5 separate regions of the Mus musculus genome follow, and all the other regions are linked to region 1. A link is a contact called in public ChIA-PET, capture Hi-C and promoter capture Hi-C data. All regions are on one chromosome and are shown on one strand. Each heading gives the region's core, a stretch centred on a gene start, on an enhancer-like site or on the middle of the called end of the contact. The rest is flanking DNA. Distances are from core to core; before and after follow the strand shown.

Evidence for each region. Promoter capture Hi-C pulls out the DNA fragments that hold promoters and counts their contacts. ChIA-PET counts read pairs in DNA pulled down with a chosen protein or histone mark. Capture Hi-C pulls out chosen DNA fragments and counts their contacts.
Region 2: a promoter capture Hi-C map of pre-B cells shows a contact between it and region 1, with 4 times the contacts expected there. The contact joins the promoter of Wdr45b here to the promoter of Mrpl12 in region 1. A contact is called at or near these places in 2 of 39 promoter capture datasets (erythroid cells and pre-B cells) and 1 of 115 datasets of contacts at active chromatin or transcription factors (memory CD8 T cells).
Region 3: a contact with region 1 is called in an RNA polymerase II ChIA-PET map of memory CD8 T cells, with 6 read pairs. The contact joins the promoter of Narf here to the promoter of Mrpl12 in region 1. A contact is called at or near these places in 2 of 39 promoter capture datasets (erythroid cells and hippocampal neurons) and 1 of 115 datasets of contacts at active chromatin or transcription factors (memory CD8 T cells).
Region 4: a contact with region 1 is called in a promoter capture Hi-C map of pre-B cells, with 2.4 times the contacts expected there. The contact joins the promoter of Ogfod3 here to the promoter of Mrpl12 in region 1. A contact is called at or near these places in 2 of 39 promoter capture datasets (neural stem cells and pre-B cells), 1 of 484 Hi-C or Micro-C datasets (embryonic stem cells) and 1 of 9 other capture datasets (embryonic stem cells).
Region 5: a contact with region 1 is called in a capture Hi-C map of embryonic stem cells, with 5 times the contacts expected there. The contact joins the promoter of Cd7 here to the promoter of Mrpl12 in region 1. A contact is called at or near these places in 3 of 39 promoter capture datasets (cranial neural crest, pre-B cells and stem cell-derived epiblast-like cells), 1 of 15 datasets of contacts at CTCF or cohesin (embryonic stem cells), 3 of 484 Hi-C or Micro-C datasets (B cells, pre-B cells and pro-B cells), 3 of 115 datasets of contacts at active chromatin or transcription factors (T-cell acute lymphoblastic leukemia, embryonic stem cells and stem cell-derived neural progenitor cells) and 1 of 9 other capture datasets (embryonic stem cells).

Annotation. Positions count from the first base shown.
Region 1 is chr11:120,482,066-120,486,735 of GRCm38.p6, forward strand. Mrpl12 (mitochondrial ribosomal protein L12) reads left to right here and starts at 2,572. Exons shown (of 5, transcript NM_027204.3): 1 at 2,572-2,703; 2 at 3,178-3,364; 3 at 3,591-3,677. The coding sequence starts at 2,627. Hgs (HGF-regulated tyrosine kinase substrate) reads left to right here. Exons shown (of 22, transcript NM_008244.3): 19 at 465-598; 20 at 679-798; 21 at 950-1,036; 22 at 1,324-1,919. The coding sequence ends at 1,434.
Region 2 is chr11:121,351,759-121,356,428 of GRCm38.p6, forward strand. Wdr45b (WD repeat domain 45B) reads right to left here and starts at 2,689. Exons shown (of 10, transcript NM_025793.3): 1 at 2,469-2,689. The coding sequence starts at 2,535. It overlaps Rab40b (Rab40B, member RAS oncogene family), which reads right to left. Exons shown (of 6, transcript NM_139147.3): 6 at 4,363-4,670.
Region 3 is chr11:121,234,432-121,239,101 of GRCm38.p6, forward strand. It overlaps Narf (nuclear prelamin A recognition factor), which reads left to right and starts at 2,805. Exons shown (of 11, transcript NM_026272.3): 1 at 2,805-2,920; 2 at 3,988-4,086. The coding sequence starts at 2,894.
Region 4 is chr11:121,202,637-121,207,306 of GRCm38.p6, forward strand. Ogfod3 (2-oxoglutarate and iron-dependent oxygenase domain containing 3) reads right to left here and starts at 2,012. Exons shown (of 9, transcript NM_025402.2): 1 at 1,853-2,012; 2 at 255-472. The coding sequence starts at 1,926. It also overlaps a transcript of Hexdc not described here.
Region 5 is chr11:121,036,744-121,041,413 of GRCm38.p6, forward strand. It overlaps Cd7 (CD7 antigen), which reads right to left and starts at 2,735. Exons shown (of 4, transcript NM_009854.2): 1 at 2,550-2,735; 2 at 1,293-1,607; 3 at 937-1,073; 4 at 4-407. The coding sequence starts at 2,622. The coding sequence ends at 300. Gm11775 (a long non-coding RNA gene) reads left to right here and starts at 940. Exons shown (of 2, transcript XR_880372.3): 1 at 940-1,119.

The DNA of each region.
Region 1 (4,670 bases), core at 1,322-3,821:
GCCTGGGCTGCTGTAAGTCAGGACTGTTTGTCTTTGTTGCTGTGGTCTCAGTTTTGAAACTCCAAGTATGGGCTTCAGAAATTATCAGTGTCAGCTCTCCCTAACTCCTTCAGTCTGACTACCACTTGTTCCAAGACAGTTTGAAGGGTGGGGCTGTAGCTCAGGTAGAGAGTGCTTGCCCAATGTGGATAAGACCCTGGGCTCAGCCCCTTGCACTATGAAAACAAAAAGAACTTGGTTCTTTTTTTTTTTTTTTTTTTTTTTTTTGCTTCCCCCTCCCATAGGACCTCATCCCACCCCACCCCACCCCACCCACCCCCACACATGTTGGCTTTACTTTTCTTTTACGAGGATGTGAAACATATCCCTGGCTTTGAAAGTCACAACAAAAGGAGAAACCCAGGCGAGGGTGTTCTTTTCTAATCTCATTTCTGTGCTGAGCCAGCTCACCTTTGTTGTCACAGATCCCAGCATGGTCAGCGCCTACATGTACCCAACAGGTGCCCCTGGGGCACAGGCAGCCCCTCAGGCCCAGGCCGGGCCCACCACCAGTCCTGCCTACTCCTCCTACCAGCCCACACCAACCCCAGGCTACCAGGTATGTGGGCACCCAGCATCTACACCCAGCCGTTGCCTGTTCCTCATCTTTTCCCTCACCTCACTGCCTTCCTTCCATAGAGCGTGGCTTCTCAGGCCCCACAGAGCCTCCCAGCCATCTCACAGCCTCCACAGACCAGCAACATAGGCTACATGGGGAGCCAGCCAATGTCCATGGGCTACCAGCCGTACAATATGCAGGTAAAGAGACCTAGTCTTTGCTAGGCACAGAGGGCTATCCCAGGCAGGCCCTCTCCTCCTTGCTCTCGCTTCTGCTTTCTTCCAGCCAGGAGGGTCTGTTTGTGTCTGGTCACAGATAACTCAGTGTCGGGCTCCATCTTACTTCCCACAGAATCTCATGACCGCCCTTCCCGGGCAGGATGCGTCTCTGCCAGCCCAGCAGCCCTACATCCCAGGGCAGCAGCCCCTGTACCAGCAGGTGAGCCGTCTCCCAGCGGCCTGCCCTTGGACTTCTGAGCTTCCTTTGATCCCTTGCACTGGGTGCATCAGGGGCTTTGCTCAGCAGACAGAATCATGACATGCCATTAAGTGCACGTATGTACACATGCGTCCATATTGCACAGGAGACAAGTTTACAAGAGATCACACGTGCCATTGCCATATTGGTAACAACCTGATCTACTATGTGCTAAGGTGAAGCTTGTTCTAAGCCGAAGGTTTTGTTTGTGAAGGGGGGTGATGAGCCTATCTGCTCTTTCTCTCCAGATGGCCCCCAGCACCGGCCCTCCCCAGCAGCAACCCCCTGTGGCCCAGCCAGCGCCTACACAGGGACCGCCAGCACAGGGCAGTGAGGCCCAGCTCATCTCCTTTGACTGACCTTGAGTCTGGCGCTCACCATGCAGAGTAACACTACAGTTCACCAGAAACCACTTATATGTCTAACTAGCCATTCCTCCCCTATTACTGCCCTGTAGTGTCCCTTCTGTGAGCAAGGGGTGGGCCTTCCCCCTTGGCCCTCTTCCCTGTCCTCGGTGGTCTGGCTCCTATCACTGGTTCCCTGCTTCAGTCCTGATGCCGTCTGACCTCCCCGGGACTGGGGCTCTGCAGGGCAAGTAGAACCTTCTCTGGAGAGTGCCCGGCTGTGTTGGGTGCCACAGGTGAATGCTGTGGGGATGCTTAGCCTGGCCCGGAGTCTGATGTGAACTAACTGTGTGGTGTCCAGGCCTGGCCCTGGTACCCAGAAGAACCATGTGGCTCCTGCACAGCAAGGGTAGAAGCTTTAGGTATCTCTGTCTCCCCTTCTCCTTGGATGTCATCTCTCAGTGCAGAGCAGTGAAAATAAAATGTATTTCAAAACTCTCATGATTGATTGTTCGGGCAGCAGGCTGGGTTGGACCAACAATTTAATAGTCTGCATCTGTTGTGGAGTGTGCTGGGTACTGGCTGAGAAACCGTGGACTTGCCAACAGTCTCCTTCCTGGTGGGGATTCTGCAGACTCATCTGGTGCAGGATACATCACCAGGCGGGTGAGGAAGGGTGCAAACGCGGGCTTTTGCAGCCCAACTGCCCTCAGGATTACCCACTGCTTAAGGTTTTAGCTCTCAATAGCTCACCCTGAAATATACGGTTCAACCTGACTTCTGTGAGGTCTCAAGTTTTGCTCTTTCCCTCCCCGCTAAGCGCCCGCCTTAGTGTGCACTCAAAGGAGGCGGTTCCGCCTAGTGAGCTCTTGGGAGGACTCCAGGCCCTTCCTTCTCCTAGGTTTAGAGTACTGGGCTCCTGAGGTTGCTAACCTCTTGGACCACTGAGTTGAATTCAAGGGGCTATGAGTTCCGTAGGTAAAGGGGTGGGGGCGCCTACTTATTCCCCTGGCGAGACAAAGGCGTGCGGAACACGACTGATGGAGAAAGCGCCAACCCAGTATTGTCTCCGCGCCTGCGCGTCGCACCGCCTAGTGCGTAATACCAGGAGCCAACCCGGGCTAGAGCGGCCCGGACAGCTCGCCTCCTCCCGGATAGAGCGTCGCTTCCGCTTAGAGCCGCGTGTGACCTTCCCGCTTGCGGAGCTATGCTGCCGGTGGCGGCTAGCCGCTGCCTGTGGGGGCCACGGCTTGGACTCCGGGGGGCAGCGCTTCGCCTTGCCAGGTAAAGCGGTGGTCTAGAGCGCCATTGCCGGGGCGGCGGGCAGGAAGTAGGTTCAGAGGGAAGGGGTGACGGGCGCATCGCCACCTTCCGCGGCCCAGCCTGCGGGGCGTGGAGAGGGCGGCTCGGCCTGGGCGACCTTGGGTGCAGGTACCTTTCGTCCCCAGCTTCCCGCCGCTGAGACCCATCGCCGTGGTCGGCAGCATAGCCCGAGCCCCGTGCTTTGGAAGGCTTGGTGCAGCACTGTGCACCCGCCAGGCTGATGTATTCCATTCAACCAGAAGCCTGCCGTTCTGGGCAGTATTGCAGACATAGTCGTGGGCTCCTGAGGCTCTATGGGAAATGTAGGAAAGCTTTTTCGGGTCCCTTAACCCCAGCTTGTGGAGCCTGGCCTCAGCGGTGGCAGACTGAGCACATGGATCTTGTACCCTTGAGTCTCCCGTTTTTTCTGATCTAACGGCTGTTTGCCTGGGGTAGGCAACAGATGCCCAGCGTCTGTGCAGCGCGGCAGTTGAGAAGCAGCAGCCACCGAAGGAGTGAAGCACTCGCCGGCGCACCTCTGGATAATGCTCCCAAAGAATACCCCCCCAAGATCCAGCAGCTGGTCCAAGACATTGCCAGCCTTACGCTCCTGGAGATCTCAGACCTCAACGAACTCCTGAAGGTATTAGGAGAGATCGGCACAGGCCAGGACTAAAGTCCCTGCCTTCTAGTTGTATTTTTACCAAACAAAGGTCAGAGGTCCCTGTCTCTTCTGGGGTGTTTTGGGAGTTTGGTAAATTATCAAATGTACTTTCCTAGGTGGTAGGGCCAAATAGGCTTGTACCTCCATTTGTACCTCCATTTAGGGTTTGATAAGCAGCCACTGAGACCTCTCCTTCATCCTACAGAAAACATTGAAGATCCAGGATGTCGGCCTTATGCCAATGGGTGGCATGGTGCCTGGTCCCGTCTCTGCTGCAGCACCGGCCTCTGAGGTGAGCCTAGGCCACAGGAAGACCCAGTTCTGTGTGCCCAGTTAACTGCCCGACTCAATAACTTAGGTATTTCCCTGTTCCTCCTTGAGTCTGTAGCTGTAATCCCTGTGTTCTGCTGTGGGCTCCCTGCAATAGCTTTGGGAAATTTTCTGCCGAAGGCATTCGAGATCTTTACTAGTGCGTGCATGTGTGTGGGTGTGCATGAGCAGGGGGTGGTCAAAGGTCAGCTTTTGGGGGTTCTCCCCTTCCGCATGGGTTCTGGGGATCAGGACCTCGATTCTGTAAGCTAGCTTTCCTTCTGCCCTCTGAGCTACACTGGTGGGAAAAATGATCTGAAGAGAGGAAACGGTACGCCAAACAGTGCAGCAGTCTTGAGTATTATTAAAAGTAGGGAGGGCACAGAGATGTTGTGGGAGAGTGCCTGCCTCAAGTGCACTGCACCAATTTGGACAGGTAGGGAAGAGACTTGGAATTTCGAGGAAGGCCTCTACAACATGACAATGTTGAATCAAACTTGAAGGTGTTGAGGAAGAGAAAGCAAGGTGTTTCTCAAAGAGTTCTGGCTGACAGAGGGTTTCCAAGTGATTTTTTTTTTTAAAGATTTATTTATTTATTATATGTAAGTACACTGTAGCTGTCTTCAGACATTTCCAGAAGAGGGAGTCAGATCTCATTAAGGATGGTTGTAAGCCACCATGTGGTTGCTGGGATTTGAACTCACGACCTTCGGAAGAGCAGTCGGTGCTTTTAACCGCTGAGCCATCTCTCCAGCCCTCCAAGGGATATTTAAATTTTGAGTGGGAGAAGCCAGGCAGTGGTGGCACACATCCTAACATTTGGGAGGCAGAGACAGACAGATTTCTGAGTTCGGGGTCAGCCTGGTCTATAGAGTGAGTTCCAGGACAGCCAAGGCTGTACCAAGAAACCCTGACTTGAAAAACCAGGGGGAAGAAATCTGAAGGGAGGGCCAGGCAAGGTAGCATACACTTTTAA
Region 2 (4,670 bases), core at 1,439-3,938, 870 kb after region 1:
CAGCCAGAAACTGCATTAAAGTCTGTCTCGTTGAAACAGGGCTTCATGTAGTCCACGATGACCTTGAACTCTGGATCCTCTTGCCTCCACTTCCCCAAGGCTGAGATTACAGGACTATATCACCACTCCAGTTAAGGGAAGTACTGGAGCCCAAACCTATATGACCTCATGAAAGCTCCATAAACTGGGCTACATTCCTGTGAATGTCTGAGTTAGAATGGCCCCAATCAGCTCATGGTTTTGAATACCTGTTGCCTAGTTGAAGAAACTATTTAGGAAAGATTAAGAGATACGGTCTTGATAGAAAAGGTGTGTCGCTTGGAGCATGCTTTGAGGCTCCAAAAAGTTCACACCATTCCCAGTCTCAGTCTCTGTTTCTTGCTTGTGGAACAGGTGTAAGCTCTCGGCCACTGCTGCAGTGACATGCCTGCTTCCCCGTTGACATCACGGTCATGGACCCTAACCCTCTGAAACTCTAAGTTCACAATGAACTCCTGTATAAGTTGACTTGGGTCATGGTGTCTCATCACACAGAAAAGTAACTTAGACAATTTGCTAGCTCAAGAGCTATTTTCTTTTTCTCTGTCTGTCTGTCTGTCTGTCTCTCTTTCTTTTTGGAAACAGGATTTCTCTATGTAGCTCTGGCTGTCTTGGAACTTATTCTGTAGACATGGCTAGCTTCAAACTCAAAAGAGATCTGCTTGCTTCTGCCTCCCCACATGCTAGGACTAAAGGTATGTGCCACCACACCTGGATAAAAGCTAATCTCTCTCTCTCTCCTCTCTCTCCCTCTGGTTTTACAAGACAGAGTTTCTCTGTGTAGCCCTAACTGTCCTGGAACTCATATGATGTCCATGAGCCTCTCAGCCCCCACGTGCTGATGCTACATGCGCTTGCTCCTTCACAGTTCCACAATGGGACCAACCCTAACACTGCAACCAGGCCTGGAATCCCGTACTGCTCAAGGCCACCACACTGGAGTCTAACTGCTCTCTTCCCAGAACTGTCTGTGCTTCCACAGGACAATAATACTTTTGCCTATCTCTGTCCGATCTAAAGGAAGGCTTTCCACACTTGTAATGGGCTATGCACATTCTCTCCCTCTTACCTTGGTTTACCTTGGAAATGTTATAGCTTATAGCTATCCTACAGGTTCTGATTATAGTGAACGCATCCCTCAAACTTCTTCAAATGCCTAGCACATGGACTCTAAGAGAATATATGCAAATGGGATGCACAATAGCACTACCTACTTAAAGCACTACCTAACTATAGTCTGTAATAGTAAGATCCCCACCTCAAAAATAAAAACAGCCAGGTGGTGAACATTTTTAAGGAGGTTTAGGGAGTTCCAGGACAGCCAGAGATACACAGTGCCAATTGTCTCAAAAATAAAAATAAACATAAAAATCAAAAAAACTCATCTTCTTAGCCAGGGGCAATAGAGTGAGCATGCAATCCCACTTGCTCCAGGGACTGTGAAGGGAAGATTCCTGGAGCACAGCTTAAGATAAGCTTGAACAGGAGAGCAAGATCCAGTCCCAACAATAACAAAAATCAAGTTAAGTTCACTTTCCAAGACAGTAAGTCATACATTTGCTACAGCACCTCGAAATTTTACATACGGAAAGCTAAGATGTTATAACTCTTAGAAGCCCAGAGTATCAGCCTTTACCCTTTTCCCTTGAGGAGATTTAGAAAAGGGAAGTTAGCTGACATAGTGGCACACTCCTTTAATCTCAGCACCCCGGGAGGCAGAGACAGGGTCAACAGAGTGAGTTCCAGGACAGTGAGGGTTACGCAGAAAAAGCGTCTCGGGGATATAATCCCCACTAAGAGGGGTTCCCGCCCATTATCTTGGAAGCAAGAATACCTTCTCCAAGACCCCAAACTCAAGAGGCAAGAGGCAGTCACGGGAACGCAAATCATGTAAGTCCTTTCATCCTACAGAACAGAAGAAAATACCAGAGGGGAGGGAGAGGCGTACAGCTAAGACATCAAGGCGAAGAACCTACACTCCACGAAGGTGCCAGCCGCAAGAACCACGACAAACTGCCGCCCCGCGACGGGCAGGTCCCGCTACGCCACCCGCTGGCAACGTAAGCGCTGGAGACCCTGACGCCCAGCAGTAAGCCTGCGGGTTCTTAGGTACCCGGTAAAAAAGTGGCACTGCCCGCCGACCCGGGCGGCGGCAGCGCGCGGAGGGGTGGGGTGGGGTGGGTGTTTCTCCCCGCTATGGGTGCCCGGGCTGGAAAGGACCGCGGGGGGGGGGGGTCCTCCCTACAGAGCGGTTCGGAGATTTCCTGAAAGAGCCGCCAGAGTCTGAGCTCTCAGGGCGCGACCGAGTCTCCGGTTAGGGTCCGGGGGACGCTCGCGACAGCTCCGGGGCCCTGCGGTCGCGGTAGCGTTGGGTCGGGGTCTCCCGGAAGGGCTGGGGTGTTACCACGGAGCTGGGCCCGGGGTCTCACCGTGGTCCTGGTTGAAGCCGGCGTACAGCAGCCCGTTGCCGTGAGGGTTACACGGCAGGAGGTTCATGGCGCCGTCGTAGGGACTGTGGCTCCTCAGCACCGCATACCGCTCGCAACCAGGCGATCTCTCCGGTCGCGCGGCGCTAGGGCCGCCGCGGCCGGAAGCCAGGGTCCTGGGGACTTGCGTCGTGCGTGTGTCGTCAGTGCTGCGTCATCAGTGCGCGCGGATCTGTGGGCGCGCGTGCGCGCAACCAGCAAGCGCCGAGGGACAGACGCGTCCACTGCAGGGAAGTAGGTGGCGGGAAGTAGGTGGCGAGGGCTCGCCGGGCGCGTCCATAAGGGGCGGGGCAGGACGCAGCCGAGGGGAAGCTGCGGAGAGAGCTGGGTGCCCCGCACTCACACAAGCAGGGCAGGACTGATGGGACCAAGGACAGGGCAGAGAAGAGACTGCGCCAACGCTCCTGCCCACAACACAGTCTCCTGAAACCCTCACCGCGTTCCCACGATACACATCGTGTTCGACCAGAAGCAGCCTTCGTGTAATGGTACCTGCATTTTCCCCGAGAGACAAACACAGACAGACTATCCCCTATTTCTTCCCGAGCTTTCCCAACCATCTGACACGTCCTCTCACAGACACAAATTTCCAAAGAGACATAATAGGACATAACCTCACAGAAAAGATCCCCAGACCTCGCGACTGTTGTTTGGGGTGCTCTGTTTACAGGGGTCTGGGATGGCTCTGGAAGCTGGTGCTTTCTCCTCTCTACTACAATTCATTCTCTGGTTCCCTCTCTCCTCACTGGCTTCTCCCCTTACCTGTTTACCATCCTTTCCCCCAAATGAAGACTTGTAGCGTCTTAGGATTCAAGAAGCTTAAGCAGAAGGACCCTAGTCCCACACAGCCCACCATTCATCCCATCAGCACTGAAGAGGGGAGGGGAAACCACTTCAGGGACTGTCCTTTCATCTCTCTAGTTATGAACCTAAGAAAGGGCAGCTGAGGCATGAATGTTCAAGCCCTAAACGGTCTCACCATCTGTGAGAACATTTGCACAACAATAAGGTGGCTGTGAAGGTCCTGGCAGGATGTCTTGATAGTTGGCCACTGTCAAGGAGGCCTTGTTCCTTCGGGTTTCACTGGCTTACACACTCACCTGCCTCTCTGGATATCTATTCACCTCATCTCCACAGGGCTGGATGACCCCAGCTTCAGGCCTTCAGTGGCTCAGATGGCTACACTCCTGCTTCTCTAAGGACATTGTTATTATGTATCTGGAGACTCAAAAAATGTTAAGACATTGTAAATCACTAATAAAAACTTAGGGTATCCAAGCTTTATCTTATTTCAGTTTTCCTGTTGTTTAATCTCTCATAGGGTCTAGCTTCCTAAGCAGCAGGACCAGAAGAGAGACCTATACTTGAGCCTTTATAACGCCAGAATGTTGTGGTGGCTTTGTTTTGGTTTTTGGTTTTTGTTTTTTTGTTGGCAAGGAGTGACAAGGGCTTCATCTCTAGGGAAATGTCTGGCCACAGCTCTAACAAACCTCTGACACTTACCAGGAGCCACATGAGAGCGTGTTTCTTTCAGTACTTCCACTTTATCTTGTTGAGACAAGGTCTCATTCTCTAACCCTGGAACTCACGATGTAGCTCCAAGTTGGTCAAAGTATCACAGTAATATTGCTTCAAGCTCCCAAGAACCGGGATACTAGGCATTCGTCATGACATACAGCACTACGTGTTTTCTCTGCATTTCTTCTCTGGGAAGAAATCCTTTCCAAAGATGACATAGGACAAAACTAAGCTTTGGGGTAAACATCATGAAACAGGCAAGGAGACAAGTGCAGAAGAGAGCTGTGCTGTACCTGGATCTAGAAAGAGATACCACGACTCTGTCAAGAGAGGAGCAAGTATCCACTTTATTGAGAAACATAGTCCTTAAATAACTGTTTTTACTTCTCCTTTACTGAAATACCTCTCTCCTTGCTAATCTGTTGAAACAATGCTGGCTTTGTTCAACATAATTGGAGATATCTTTGGCATTTTCTTCCCATAGTTTCAGAACTTGTAGGATACTTTGTACAAAATATGTAGGTTTACAGAAAAATATGAATATAGATTACTTATTAATCTCAAAATGTAGTAAACAACATAGCAAAAACTTTATCAAATCCATGTCCTACCCAAATGGGACAGACC
Region 3 (4,670 bases), core at 1,555-4,054, 750 kb after region 1:
CATGGTGCACGCCTTTAATCCCAGCACCTGGGAGGCAGAGTCAGGTGGATCCCAGATTTCAAGGCCAGGCTGGTCTACAGAGTGAGTTCCAGGACAGCCAGGTTACACACAGAAACCCTGTCTCAAAACCAAACCAAACCAAAACAAAACAAATCCCCCAAAACCAAAAGAACAACAAAAACCAAGCAGGGTGTCACATACCCTGGAGACAGGAGTTAATGGAAATGTTGGGAACCAATACACAGAATCAGGAATCAACCCAGGTCCTCCGCAATGGCAAATGCTCTAAACTGCTAAGCCATTCCTCCAGCCTCAAGAGACTCCATCTTAATAAAACTCCACAAGTTGGGTGTGGACGTTAATGTTTGGTTACTGCTTCTAAGCATTAAGGTGTGGGTCATAGTGTCTGACTGGCTTCCAGCAGGATAACCAAATCAGATATAATATGTCATTGAACATTTGTAGACTCTTAAGTGTAAGAGTAATCTTTACACAGCTCTCCGCAGTAGTGAAGGGTACTTGATATCAAGTTATTTCTACCAGAATTTTGAGAATAAAAACAGTTTTAGCTATATAAGCGTGCAGAACAAAAAGAATGTGTTGACAGTTCATATGAGTGTAGCTCAAAGAATGTAGAAACAAAAGAAACTCCCCAACTAGACAACTAGACAGTCTTATGATTCCTGTCTTCCCTTCTCTAGTCTTGCCTAACCTTGCAGTTAGTAATCAAGAGGATCAGCAAAATGGCTGAGCTCCTAGAGTTGGTTCTGAGTTTGATCCTTGGAACCAGGATGGTAGGAGAGAACCAACATCTGTATGTGTGCAAGTATATACACAAATGCACACACATACACATATACATATATATTTTTTCCATGTACATGGGAAAATTGCATGAAACAGGAGAGAGGAAGAGAACCAGAAGATAGCTGTGAGACAGAACAGGTTTTGGTTCTGGTGATAGGACCTGGAGCTCCTCGGGCGACTGCCCGTACTCCCGACATCACTGAGAATAATTTTAGTGAACTGAAAGTAAGGTAAACTCACAATGATGTTAACATTTTTATTTCTTTATGTTGTGTGTGCGCACATCCATAGTAGCAAGTGGAGGAGAGGACACCTTGCAGGGGTTTACCTTGCTTTACCTACTAAACCGTTTCACTGGGCCCTAAATTCATATTTCTTTTTGTTTTATGAGCGTTTTGGCAGCATGTGAGCAAATGCACTGTGTGTCTGTTGCCTCCGGTGGCCAGAAGAGGCGCTAGATCCCTCGAGTTGGAGCCCGGGAAGTTTCTAGCCAGTCAGTCACAGGTGCTAAGAACCAACTTTGATCCTCTGAAAGAAAGGCAGTGCTCTTAGCCATCATCTCCCTAGCCCCCTTATATTTCTAATGATATGTTTAAACTCAGCTTTTAGAAGGCACTGAAAAACAAACTCCATTTAACAAGCTAATTCAGAGAATTTAGGGCTGGGGATGTGACAGCCAGCTGTAACTTGGGGGCACTGTTACTGCTGGTCCAGAAACAGGCTGCTCTCAGTTATTAGAGACACTTCCCTCGGTAAACCATTATCCTATAATCTCATTCTATTATTGACATTCCAGGTCAAAGGTCAGTGGCCTTTAAGGGATGCCTGGTACTATAGTAAGTTTCTTTAGCTGTCCCAGGGGAGTTATATGTACATTATTACACAGGACGATTCTCTTGCCCAGCTGTGGATTCCATAGATAAGGTACATCTTTTGTATATTATGTAACTTGCCCTATTCTGTAGGTGGTGTGCAGCTATGATATCTACTTTATAAAGCTTTCCTTTAGCCTTCTTCCAGCATGCTGTTTGGCTCTAAAGCCGCTGTCCTTCAGGTAGGAGTAAGAATGCACTTATTTAATTTAAATTTGAATTGAGTCTGTCTTTGGTCTTTCCCAGGGGATTGGAACACAACAAAAGAATAATGCATTTAATCTGCCTTGGAGACAGGTCTCACTGTGTAGCAGTATAGGGCAGTGTTGGCTTTAATTTTATCATTTTCCTGCCTCAGCCTCCTGAGTGTTGGGTAATTGCCAATAGGCCTGCTCATCCTACCTGTCATTTTGTTTGTAGACAGGTACATGTGTAGTACTGGCCGTCCTGGAACTCAGAGATCTGCCTTGCTCTGTCTCCTGGGTTCTGGGACTAAAGGCATGCGCTAACTCGCCAAGATTCAAGGTCAGCCTACTTTGAATCTACACGCCAGACTCAGCAGCATTGCCCATAAAGCAAAGCAAGCCTGCTGCGCATGTGCACTTGTGCCGCACCGGCCTACGTGAGGCTTCGCTGGCTGGTCATGGCGGCGGTAGAGGGCGGCGCCGGCTCCGCCCTCCAGGAGACGCAGTAGAGCAGAACTTACGACGCTAACTTGATTGAGCGGGCCAGGCCGCGGCCACTGAGCAAGGCGCTCTGAGGTCGCCGCGATTCGGCCTCGTCCGCTCGGTCAGCGCACTCTTCCTGCCTCATACGCCCGCCTTTGCCAACTTTCCCCATTAGTCCTTAACCAGGCAAAAACTGACAGGAGGATATGTCCCGGCCGGGCAACTACTAGTCGAGGGACAAGCTCCACCCCCGTTCTCTGATTGGCTCCTGGGAGGGACCTGCCACTTCCTCACACTCTCATTGGCTTAAGCGGCGGAGGCGGGGTGAGCGTGCCATACCATCCTTGCACTCTTTTCATTGGCTCAGGGGTGTGGCTCATCTTGCTTAGGCTCTCTCATTGGTCTACTACAGTCCTTGGGGCGGGGCCTCCGTGCAAGAAGACAACAAAGGGTCGCAGGTCGCTAGCGGGCGGCAGGCGGCGGTGTTCCAGTCTTCCTTACTCCTCACAGCTTAGGCGCGTCGGCCTCCTGCCAGTCCCACTCCAGATGAAGTGTGAGCACTGCACACGAAAGGTGGGTGCGTCGTCCGGCGGGGCTAGGGGCGAAAGCCAAGGCTGGAATCGGTGGTGAGGGTCGGGCTCAGCCGGGTGCACCTTGCTCTGTTATGTCGGCCTCTGACAGCCATCACCTGTCTGCAGAGGACTGGGCGGCGAGCTGGCTGTTGTCCACTGCAGGCGAGTGCACCGCCGGGACTGTCCGTGGAAGCTACTGTTCTGGGGCCGGGGATTGATCTCAGTCCCGGCACCCTGTTGTGGAAGTGAACGATTAATAAAGTAATTAGAAATGATGCTTTGAGCGGCTCTTCTACTTAAACAACAACAAACTTCAATACAACGAAGTGGAGAAGGAATAAAGGGCAGGCAGGCCCTCCTGTCCTGCTCCACTAGGTGGCTGAAGTGACTGACAGCTGCCTCACTTGCCTTCACACGTGATGCATGTGCAGGAATCTCGTTTGGTTTTTTGTTTTTTTACAGGAATTGTATCATATCCAAATACTCCATACGTTGTTTTTTTTTTTTTTCAGAGAATCGCCTGTAATCTTGTGTAATAGCCACATCTAAATGTTCTTATATATATTACCGTTAGATCACTTCCTGTTCTTCATTACTACTACAAACAATACAAATGGAGGGTGTGAGTGTTTATGTGTACCCTTCTATAAGTATGGATGATTTTATTTTGTAGAAAGGGTTTCTTAGAAGTAAGATCGACTGCTCAGGATATGTTTTGGTTTTTGGCATCACACTAAATTATTCTTGACTGAGCTCGGTGGTACACACCAATGATCCCAGTGCTTGAGAGACTGAGGCAGGAGCTCAAAGTTAGACAGTGCAATTTATCAAGACCCTATCTCATTAAAAAAAAATATGGTAGCACACATCTTAATCTGAGCACTCAGGAGGCAGAGGCAGACTTTCTGTGAATTTGAGGTCAGCCTGGTCTACATGGTGAGTTCCAGGACAGCCAGGACTATGTAGAAAGACTTGATCTAAAAAGGAAAAAAATAGATAAATAAAAATAGAGAAAAGAAAAATAATTTTCCTTTCTAACATCCCCCATCCTTTTTTTTTTTTTTAAAGGAATGTAGTAAAAAATCAAAAACTGATGACCAGGAGAATGTGTCCAGTGATGGGGCCCAGCCAAGCGATGGGGCCAGCCCAGCCAAGGAGAGTGAAGAGGCAAGTAGATGCTTCGGGTTTGTGTCAGCCTAACGTGAGCGTGAGTGGATCGGGTTTGTGTCAGCCTAACGTGAGTGTGAGTGGAGTGGCTACTGTTGTTTCTTCTGTCCAGTCTTATACTACCTTGCACTTCACTGCTCTAAGAAAGACTGAAGTAAAAGTGGGAAGAGCCATGTATAGGACAGTCTTGAGTCTTCTCAAACATACCAGGCCAGGAACTGCTTGAGAAATAGGAATATTGTGGTACAGTGTTGAAACCTTATTCTATAAAATGGAAGGAACTCACATTCTGTAATGCATGCAGACTTGAGGGTCAAGTTCCATGATTCTTTAAGCTTGCTGTTTAAGTTAACTAAGCTGCTTGTTTAGTTCAGTTCTTGTTTCAGCTAGTTGTGATGCTTGTTTGTACATACTGTATCACATTGTATCACATATTGTATCACATTTGGAGCTGAGCTTCATACCTGTCTCACTTCATGCTCTGAAGAGGCTACTGCATGTGTCATGCCACACTATGGATTCACAGAGAAGGTTACAGTCACAGTTGTCTTAGAAAATATTAGGACTAGTCAGGAATGCTGGTA
Region 4 (4,670 bases), core at 762-3,261, 720 kb after region 1:
AAAAGTCAATGCTGAGTTTCATTTCTGTCACGTCCTGTGTGTCTGGGTATAACTATATGCACATAACCGCAGGTGCCTGCAGGAGAAGTTGGATCTCCTGAAGGTGAAGTTACAGGCAGCTGTGAGCTGCCAGTCAAGGGTGTTAGGAACTGATATCTGGTCTTCTGGAAATTCAACAAATGTTCTTGAATGCTGAGCCATGTCTCCAGCCCCTACCAGCCACTCTAATTTACTGAGAAGCCGGTGGCACATACCTTCAAACCTTCGGTGACCATCGTAGTCCTCAGAGCAGGGAACCTCAATGAACCTGCCTTCTAGGACCTCACCACGACGGGCCACAACCTCAGCAACATCATCATCGATCCCCACACTACTCCAGAGCAGACATGTGACCAGAGCAAGGCCGACCCCAAAGGCCACAATCCTTAGCCATGTCCTCTGTGCCTCCCGAGGCAGCCGGTCCTTCTTGGTACTAAAGAAAGAGACGATAACCAGCCACTGGATGCAGCCATCATACTAAGCATGCCAATCAAACTCACAAGATGTTCACACTGGATGCCACCAGGCTTGGGCTGTGTCTACACTGATCTCTGATCAAGATGGATGCATCCCATCAATCCTGAGATATGGGAAGTACTTGTAAGCTAATTATGAGGCAGCTGGTGGGAAGTAGGGCATCTACTTCCATCCACAACTCAAGCTTATCAGGATGCCCACCATCACCACCCCTCAGAAGAGCTTCCCAGGCAGTATATGGACCTGTCTTCTCTGACCAGACAGGGCTGAATATGTGCTTCAATGGGCAAAAAAATTGTGGGCTGACCATAGGTAATTTCTGTCCAGCCCACAGAGCACCTATTTGGAGGATTGTCAGGGCATGTGAGTCTCTGATCACTCATGCATCCATATATGACTGCCCCATCCCAAGCCTGTGTTTCTACACGAACACATGTGTACGTAAACCAGCGTACATGAAGCATATCTACTTAACTCAAATCATAAACCTGGAGCCAGAAAGAGCACAGAAGAATGTCAGAAATGATATGTGTAAGTTTCCTCTACGACCCAGGTCTGTGTGGTCCGGTCCCTGATGAAGCTGTGTCTGTGTCTCTACACTTCTGTGTGTATAACTAGAGTGGCTGAGCTCTGCTGTCCAGGAAAGGTCTCAAAATACATGCAGAATTGTCAGAGTTAGGTCCCTGTCCCTAAGGACTCCGTTTCTTAGTTACCATTTCAGGTGTGGGTTTGACAGAGGCTCACAAGGCCAGTTTTGGATAGGTGAGGTGTGAAAGGCTGGGATGAGGTAACCAGCAGAGATGTGAGGAGACAGACCATGTAGTGGGTGGGGAGTCCTAAAGGCTCAAAAAGGGTCCCTAGCGAGAGAAACCTGTTCACGTGACTGAATGCAGCTCGACTCCAAGAAGAGGTTTCCTGTGGGCAGGGCCTCTGTGCAGAGCTTGGAGGTGGGCAGCCACGTGGACATTTTCACTATAGAAAGGATGCCGCAGGATACACTAACCAAGTCACGCCCCAACACATCAATCACGCCCACACTACCACGCCCTCTCTCTAAATTAAGCCTGCTCAAGTCTCAGTAGGGCTGGTCCCACCTGTCACCTCTAGCCAGGGACCAACCCAGACACGAGTCAGACCCCGCCTTGTCATGAGCACGTCCCACCCCTGTTAGGTCCCACCCCTGGGATGGCCACGCCTCACTCTGCCAAGGACACAGCAATCAAGACCACGCTCTGCCTCCCTCCGACCCCGCCCTCGGAGTGGCCACGCCCACACACACCAGTCAGGCTCCGCCCGCTGTGGCGCGCGGCCTCCCGGTCCCTAAGGATCCCGCTACCTGGTCGCGCGCCGGCGCTCTGCAGCACTACTTCCCTCGGGAATTCTGGGTGGTCCCCTCCGCTGAGGCGCCATCGGGCCCAGCCGTCGCAGAGCCAGCTACGACACGAGAGCCACCAAACTCGGGGCAATAGCTGCGACAGCGAAAGCGAGGCGGGAACGGGGTCGGGACGCGGGAGCGACGCGCTCGGTCTTCGTCCGGCTCACGGCCAGACGAGAGCAATCGGAGGCCGAGCGGTGGCGGGGGTGGGGTGGGGTGGGGGGAGGCGGAGCCTTCTCGGCCCTTGGCACTGCAACCCTGAGGCACCTGCGGAATTCTGTCTTCTCCTGTAGCTGGGCTGCGGCGGCGACGCGGGTGAGTCAAGCCCACAGCCACCGATTGTGCTGGGCCCGGATGACCTGTCTCCTACGGCCGCCGCCCTCTCCTTTCCCCGGCCCCGAGAGCTGCATTGAGAAGCCTGTCAGGGACTTTGAACTGCCTGAGAGTGGCAGGTCGGGCAGGGTTGGGGATTGAGGGCGAGCGTAGGGGGGGTGTGGTTCCTAAGGCTAGGACTTTTGAGTCCTTGCACAGGACGAGCAGGTGAAATCATGCAACTGGATGCACAACTCTGTAATTCTTTTTAATAATCGCTTGTGATTTTACAGAAGGTAGGAAAACTGTTTCTAATATCTTGACTGCTTCAGTGTCCTCCAGAAATGAACTGTAATGGAAACTATAGTCAGTTCTGATATATGTAGAGTTTATTCCCTTTTCAGGTTATTGTTGTTGTTATTTGCAGTAGCCAGGGTGGATCGCAGGGTTCCTGGCATAATGAGCAGCCGGTGCTGTATCACGGAGCTAGTCACCATCTCTCCAAATTACCACTGCCTTAATTGTTTTTCAGTACGAGGAATTGAACCTAAGGCCTTCTGCATGCTAGACAAGTGTTGTACCACTAAGCAATCCAGTCCTTATTTTACTTATTAGTCTGGAGACAGGGTCTTATTAAGTTGCAAAGTCTAGCCTTGACCTTCCTTTATAGCCCAGGCAAGTCTTAAACTTTAATCCTCCTTCCTCAGGAGGGGGTGGGGTGGTGTACTGGCTAGCTTTGTGTCAACTTGACACAGCTGGAGTTATCACAGAGAAAGGAGCTTCAGTTGAGGAAATGCCTCCATGAGATCCAACTGTAAGGCATTTTCTCAATTAGTGATCAAGGGGGAAAGGCCCCTTGTGGGTGGGACCATCTCAGGGCTGGTAGTCTTAGTTCTATAAGAGAGCAGGCTGAGCAAGCCAGGTGAGGCAAGCCAATGAAGAACATCCCTCCATGGCCTCTGCATCAGCTCCTGCTTCCTGACCTGCTTGAGTTCCAGTCCTGACTTCCTTTGGTGATGAACAGCAGTATGGAAGTGTAAGCCGAATAAACCCTTTCCTCCCCAACTTGCTTCTTGGTCATGATGTTTGTGCAGGAATAGAAACCCTGACTAAGACAAATTGGTACCAGGAGTGGGGTATTCCTGTGACAACCTGACCATGTTCTGGGGAGGACTGTGGAAGGACTTTGGAACTTTGGGCTTGAAGATCCATTCGTTGTTAAGAGCTCTGTCAGATGTTGTGTAGGAGCTTGGAAGATAATGTTGAGAACAGTGCAGAAGATGGAGGTTTGGTTTGTGAAATTTCAGAGGGAAAATTAAAGACTCTTTTCAGGGCCATTGCTGTTTTGATTGTGAAGATTCTGTAGTTCTGGTTAGCTGGGGCTGAAGAATCAGCTGTGATTAACAAGATACCAGAACTACTAAAGCAAAAACTTTGCATTACTGGGACTATTGATGCTGGTTAGCTGGAGCTAAGAAATTAGCGGTGATTAAGAAGAGACCAGCATCATTGAGGTGACATCTTCTGGGAGGTGTTTTCTGAGAGCACAGTGGCTGTGTTCCAGATATAGCCAAAGTTGTACCTTGTGCTGTGGCTGGACTTGGTAATGTGTAAGAGTCACCCAGGTGGTACTGGTTTTGAAGGCATGAAGGAGTTGAGCAGAACAGCTGAGGATTGGCACTGTGAGAGGCCATGGAAGGCCATTGGTGAAAGTGCAGCCTCAGTTGCAATTGATGGCCCAGGACTGAAGGGGTCATGCAGTGTTTTGGAGATGCCAGTACCATGAGATGACCACCAAGAGCAGCAGCAGCAGTGGAGTACAGGCATCTGGAGCCTAGAGGATGACACATGTGCTACAAAGGGCCTGGCTGGAGAAGTGACCCAAGCCCTTGGAGGAGCCCAGAAGATCGTGAGTTGGATCCCAGACATTGGACGGTTAGAGATTGACTTTTGCTTTTGATTGTGACTGTGCCCTGATATTTTCCCTCTTGAAGGAAGAAACTGTTTTAGTGGAGCCCACAGTTAAGAGACTTTTAATTGTAAAAAGACTTTGGATTTTAAAAGAGATGGATATTTTAAAGAGATTGAAATTTTAAGCATATGTAAAGACTGTGGGACTTTTAAAGTTATTTAGAATGGGGATGAATAAGATTGTAAGGGTTGAGGCTTACTAGTGATGTGTTTGTGTGTCAAGTTGACAAGGGGTCAATTGTACTGGCTAGCTTTGTGTCAACTTGACACAGCTGGAGTTATCACAGAGAAAGGAGCTTCAGTTGAGGAAATGCCTCCATGAGATCCAACTGTAAGGCATTTTCTCAATTAGTGATCAAGGGGGAAAGGCCCCTTGTGGGTGGGACCATCTCAGGGCTGGTAGTCTTAGTTCTATAAGAGAGCAGGCTGAGCAAGCCAGGTGAGGCAAGCCAATGAAGAACATCCCTCCATGGCCTCTGCATCAGCTCCTGCTTCC
Region 5 (4,670 bases), core at 1,485-3,984, 550 kb after region 1:
TGCTTTTGTTAATGTATTTGTGTGTTTATTTAATTTTTCCTGGCCAGGCGGCTCCAAGGCAGGTACCTCCCCACCCCCAAGCTTTGTTTCTGATGTCAGGGTACCTGGCTAGGGTTGGTGACAGATTGCAGAGCCCTGTGGGGGAGCTTACAGAGGAGGAATCCCACCCACCCAGAAGCACCAAGGGGGAATTTGAGTACCACAGGAAGAGTGCTGGGGAGTTGGGCGGGGTGTGGGGGCCAGCAGGACTGCTGTAAGCTCTGCTGAAACAAGGCACGGGGGACTGCAGGCAGAGGGGTTCACTGGTACTGGTTGGGGATGCATGGCGTCTTGCGGTTGCTGTAGGACATGTCTTCATACACTACGCACGGAGATTCCTTAATCCCTGAGGCACACAGTTTCTTGATCTGAAAAGATAGCCTGTTGTCACCCAGGCACTGGCCAACATGGTGACCTGGGCAAAGTACCCCTGTCTCCAAGTAACCCCTTTATTCAACAACACACAGCTTTCCCAGACCCGGGGGAATGATCAGTTTTCATCCACCTCTGGCAGAATCAACGGCAGGGAGGGCCCAGGGCAAACAGTCGAGTGGTTAGAAGAGCTGACCATTGTCAGGACCTTTCTCACACAGCACATGGTGACTCAAAGACATTAACTCCTATCCCAGAAGTTCCGAATTCCTACATTCACACAGGTCCACGCACATAGTGCACACACACACACACACACACACGCATGCACACACAGGCACATACACATGTTCACACACTCATTTTGGGGCCTGGTTAGAAGCCCCACTTTCTCCCTCTCGGCTTCACTCTCCCATTCTGTGTCCCTGAGAGATGCCTCACCCAAGGGTTCTCTGCATCTTATCATGTGCATCCTGACTGATCTCTGCCTTAAGCCTGTGATAATAGCCGTAGGCTCACACTGACCTGTATCTTCCTCAGCATGCTGCACACCACCCCAAGGAGCAGCCCGGTGAAGAAGAAGCCTACAGCAATGGCAGCTGGGAAGGAAAATGATGTCTGCAGAGGTTCCTGGGATCTGTATGCTTCTTGGGATGATTTTTCTGGGAAAATGAACACAAAGCCATTGGTAGGAGAGGACACAAGCAGGTGAGGTGGGGATCCTCATTGGAGGCCTTGAGGTTCAAGCCAGGTGTGGGCACCATTAGGAGGTTTCCAGGAAGAAATGGGCTCTGAGCAGACAGCTCCAACAAGTGCAAAGAAGGTCTCTAGCAGCCAGTGGGCTCCTGGCCTGGCCAACAGTCAGATGGGCACATCCTTACCTTTCACCACAACCGTGGTGAACAAGCCACGGGCACTGACTTTCCTGACAGCCTCGCAGGTGTAGTCTCCAGTGTCTGCCAGCTGGAGGGAGCTTATGGTGATGGTCAGGTTCTTCTGGGAACCAGAGAAATTAATTCGGCCTGAGAAGGTCCTGTCTACTGTGGGCTCCTGCCGGTCTTCAAAGTAAATCACATTGTAAGCCTGAGGCCAGATCTTCTTCATTAAGATCCCTTCCAGGTGCCCTCTTGTAGAGCAGGTGATGTTGACAGAATCCCCCTCAGAGGCAATCGTGAGTCGGGGGGACTGGTGTACGTCTGTGAAGAACCAGCCAGTTAGCACCAAGCTGGCGCACAGCACACGGTGACTCAAACACGCTAACACGTATCTCAGAGGCTCCACAGATCCTACATTCATGTATGTCCTTGCACACTCTTGAGCATCTCTCACAGCACCCGCACCCGCATGCTCACACATGCTGTCTCATTTTGCTGTGCACAGGGGCTGCACTCTCTACACCTCCAGGTTTCTTTCTCCCATTTTGTATTCCTGTGAGATGCCTCCTCCATCACACCCCTCTCTGCAGAAATGCTATAGGAACTTGGCAACTTTGTTGCATCTCAACACAAGGACTTCCCTTTTGACTACTCCCCACCCTGGCTGTACTCTTTCTTTCTCTTTTAAGTGAGTCAGTCACTCCCAGACAGCCATAGTCCTATCTCCTCTTTGCCTACTCTTTCCGATGCTGGTTTCTTCATCACCCTCCTTCCCCCCATCATTTCTAGGCATCCAGAGCCTGTGGCTCTGCGCAAGGGGCACATGTTGACTTGTTCATGGGATACTCACTCTTTCAGATTCCAGCCCCGTTTGCCGTGCCTGGCACCCACACCACCCACTTTCCTGTAGGCAAGACTGAGTACAAACCTCAGCATCTCACAGAATGAACACTATGCTGGTTTTGCACAAGAATTGTGCCTGGGAGCCTGAGCCTCCCATAATCTTATTGTAGATCTTTTACACCTTACCACAAGACTTCCCACAGACAGCTGCTCTGAAAGGGAACTGAAGAACACAGTTCTCACAAGCACCAAGGGTAGATGTTAGTCCTGTAAACTAAAGCTTTCAAGTCTCTGCTTTTCCACGGAGCTGGGACTATTCCAGGTCTAAGACTAAGACTTGGGGAAGTCAAGTCAGGGCCAACCCTTCCCCAGGTGGGTGTGTGAGATGCTCTCTGGGAGCCCTGCTACAGGGATGCTTACCTTGGGCATCCAGGGGGCCAGGCAGGATTCCGGCCAGTGTAAGCAGCAAAGCCAGCACTGCCTGCTGAGTCATGACGCCCAAATCCAGGTGATCTGAGCCAAATCAGCCACTCTGGCTACAACACATTACTGAGCACTGTGAAAGTTCACACCAAAAACCCTGAGAGGAAGAAACAGGGGTGTGGCAGTTCAATGCGATTGGTGGTGAAGCTCCGAGGGAGGGCTTCCTGAAGATGAAGGTGGAGCTTGGTGGGCAGGGAACACAACAAGCCAGGTGGAGGAAGCCACCTGACCCCAACTGTCCTCCCTGGCTGGTTGGCTGGCCCACATCTTTATCATCTTTAACCAAGAGTCTCCACAGGAGACGTCAAGAGGAAGAAGAAATAAGAACTAGTCCTGTAACCTGGAAGAAAAATTAGAGGGACTTAAAGGTTTAGAGGCCGGGAGGGAGTTGAAGTTTCCTCTGGTCTTTTGTGTCATTTTCTGCTGGGATGTGTTCAGGTCTGTGGTCTCACCTGTTGTCTGGACACACTGGGGTTTCAGCCTGACACAGCATACCCAGTAGCCTTGGCTGTGGTTGCCTTGGCGGCCTGGGTGATCCTTCCTTAGAAGCATGATTGAGCCAGATCTGCTAGGCCAAAGGGCGGCTAGGAGCCCCTTCAATAGCAATCTGCCTTCTGGGACAAAACCGAGGGCCCTGTGTCTGGTTCCCAGGTTGGGGGAGAGCTAGGACTCTTGTCAACCATGAGTTTTATTGCTGGTACCAGAGCCAGTGTGTCACACTGAGGGGTGAGTTTGTGTGTGTGTGTGTGTACAGTGTCACATAGGGACTCAAAGCAGTTCCTCCGGGGTCCTACTCTAAGGGGGAAGATGCTCCCCCTGTAGGTGGGTTTGGAATGCTATGGTGTAGACAGGGGTGCCATGCGGGGTACTTGAGGGCACATGGGAGAGGGACTCAGGTAAAGGAAGGTCAAAGTTGGAAGATTTTAGGAACAAAGGGTTGGGGAGGGACAGGTCACCTGTGGTAACACAGGGACAGCAGGTATGGAACTGTGCAGCCTGAGAATATTGGAGAGAAATACGAGGGGAGCTGGGTCAGGTGGGCAGTAAAGAAATCAGCACCTAGCCCCCAGGGGAGAAGTTCATGGAAAGACAGACTTTACAGGGAAGTAAGAACAGTCAAAGACCTAGACCTAGTCTCCTTCCTAGGATGCCCGTGGCCACACCAGGGGCACATGGACTGGAGTGCTGCCACCTCTGCAGGGCTGACCTTGATGTGGTCTTCGTGCATCGACACTTTTGACTGTTTGGGGCACCATGCCTCAAGTTTCAGAGATCATAGACACACAGGGCCCTATGGGCTGTGCCTAAGGGCTCCAGGGCTCCAGGAGGAGGTGATGACCCAAACCCCAGTGCATTTATTTTGATTGAAGAGGCACAGACTCTGTGCATCTGGGTGCTGGGCGGTAGCATCAGATGCACTGTGGTTGTGACTCTGGAGGCCACTGTCATCAGGCAGGGTCTTCTCCACTGGGCCATCTCTCCAGCTCACCAGGCAGCGTCTTTAGCTCGGGGCTTCATTTTCAGGTCTCAGCTCGAGTGGTTTTTGTTGTTGTTGCTGTTTTGTGAGATAAGGTTTCTCTGTGTAGCCCAGGCTATCCTGGAACTCACTCTGTAGACCAGGTTGGCATCAAACTCTGAGACTCACCTGCCTCTGCCTCCCAAATGCTGGGACTAAAAGCATGCACCATCAGCCAGGCTCAAATGATATTCTGTGGGTTTGTTTCTAACAATCATATCTTCCAGAAGTTGACTGTTTCCTTGGTTTACTGTTCTCGTTTAATGATCAGAATCACAGATGCTTATCTGAAGACTGGGTTATGGAGTATGTAGGAGGCAAACTCACCCAAGTTTGGATTACAATAAGACACGATATGGGTCCAAGAGAAACAGAGGGTGGAGATGGAGATGAGGGAGGGTGAGGATCTGTAGAGAGGTCCCTGGGGAGAGCAAGCTCCAGAAATTCTTTGTTCCTTAGGGCTCCCTGTAAGGCAGGTCAACTCTGCCCCCTTGTGGTGAGAGCCCAACGACAGCTGGGTCACCAGAGTTTATTACTGAGTC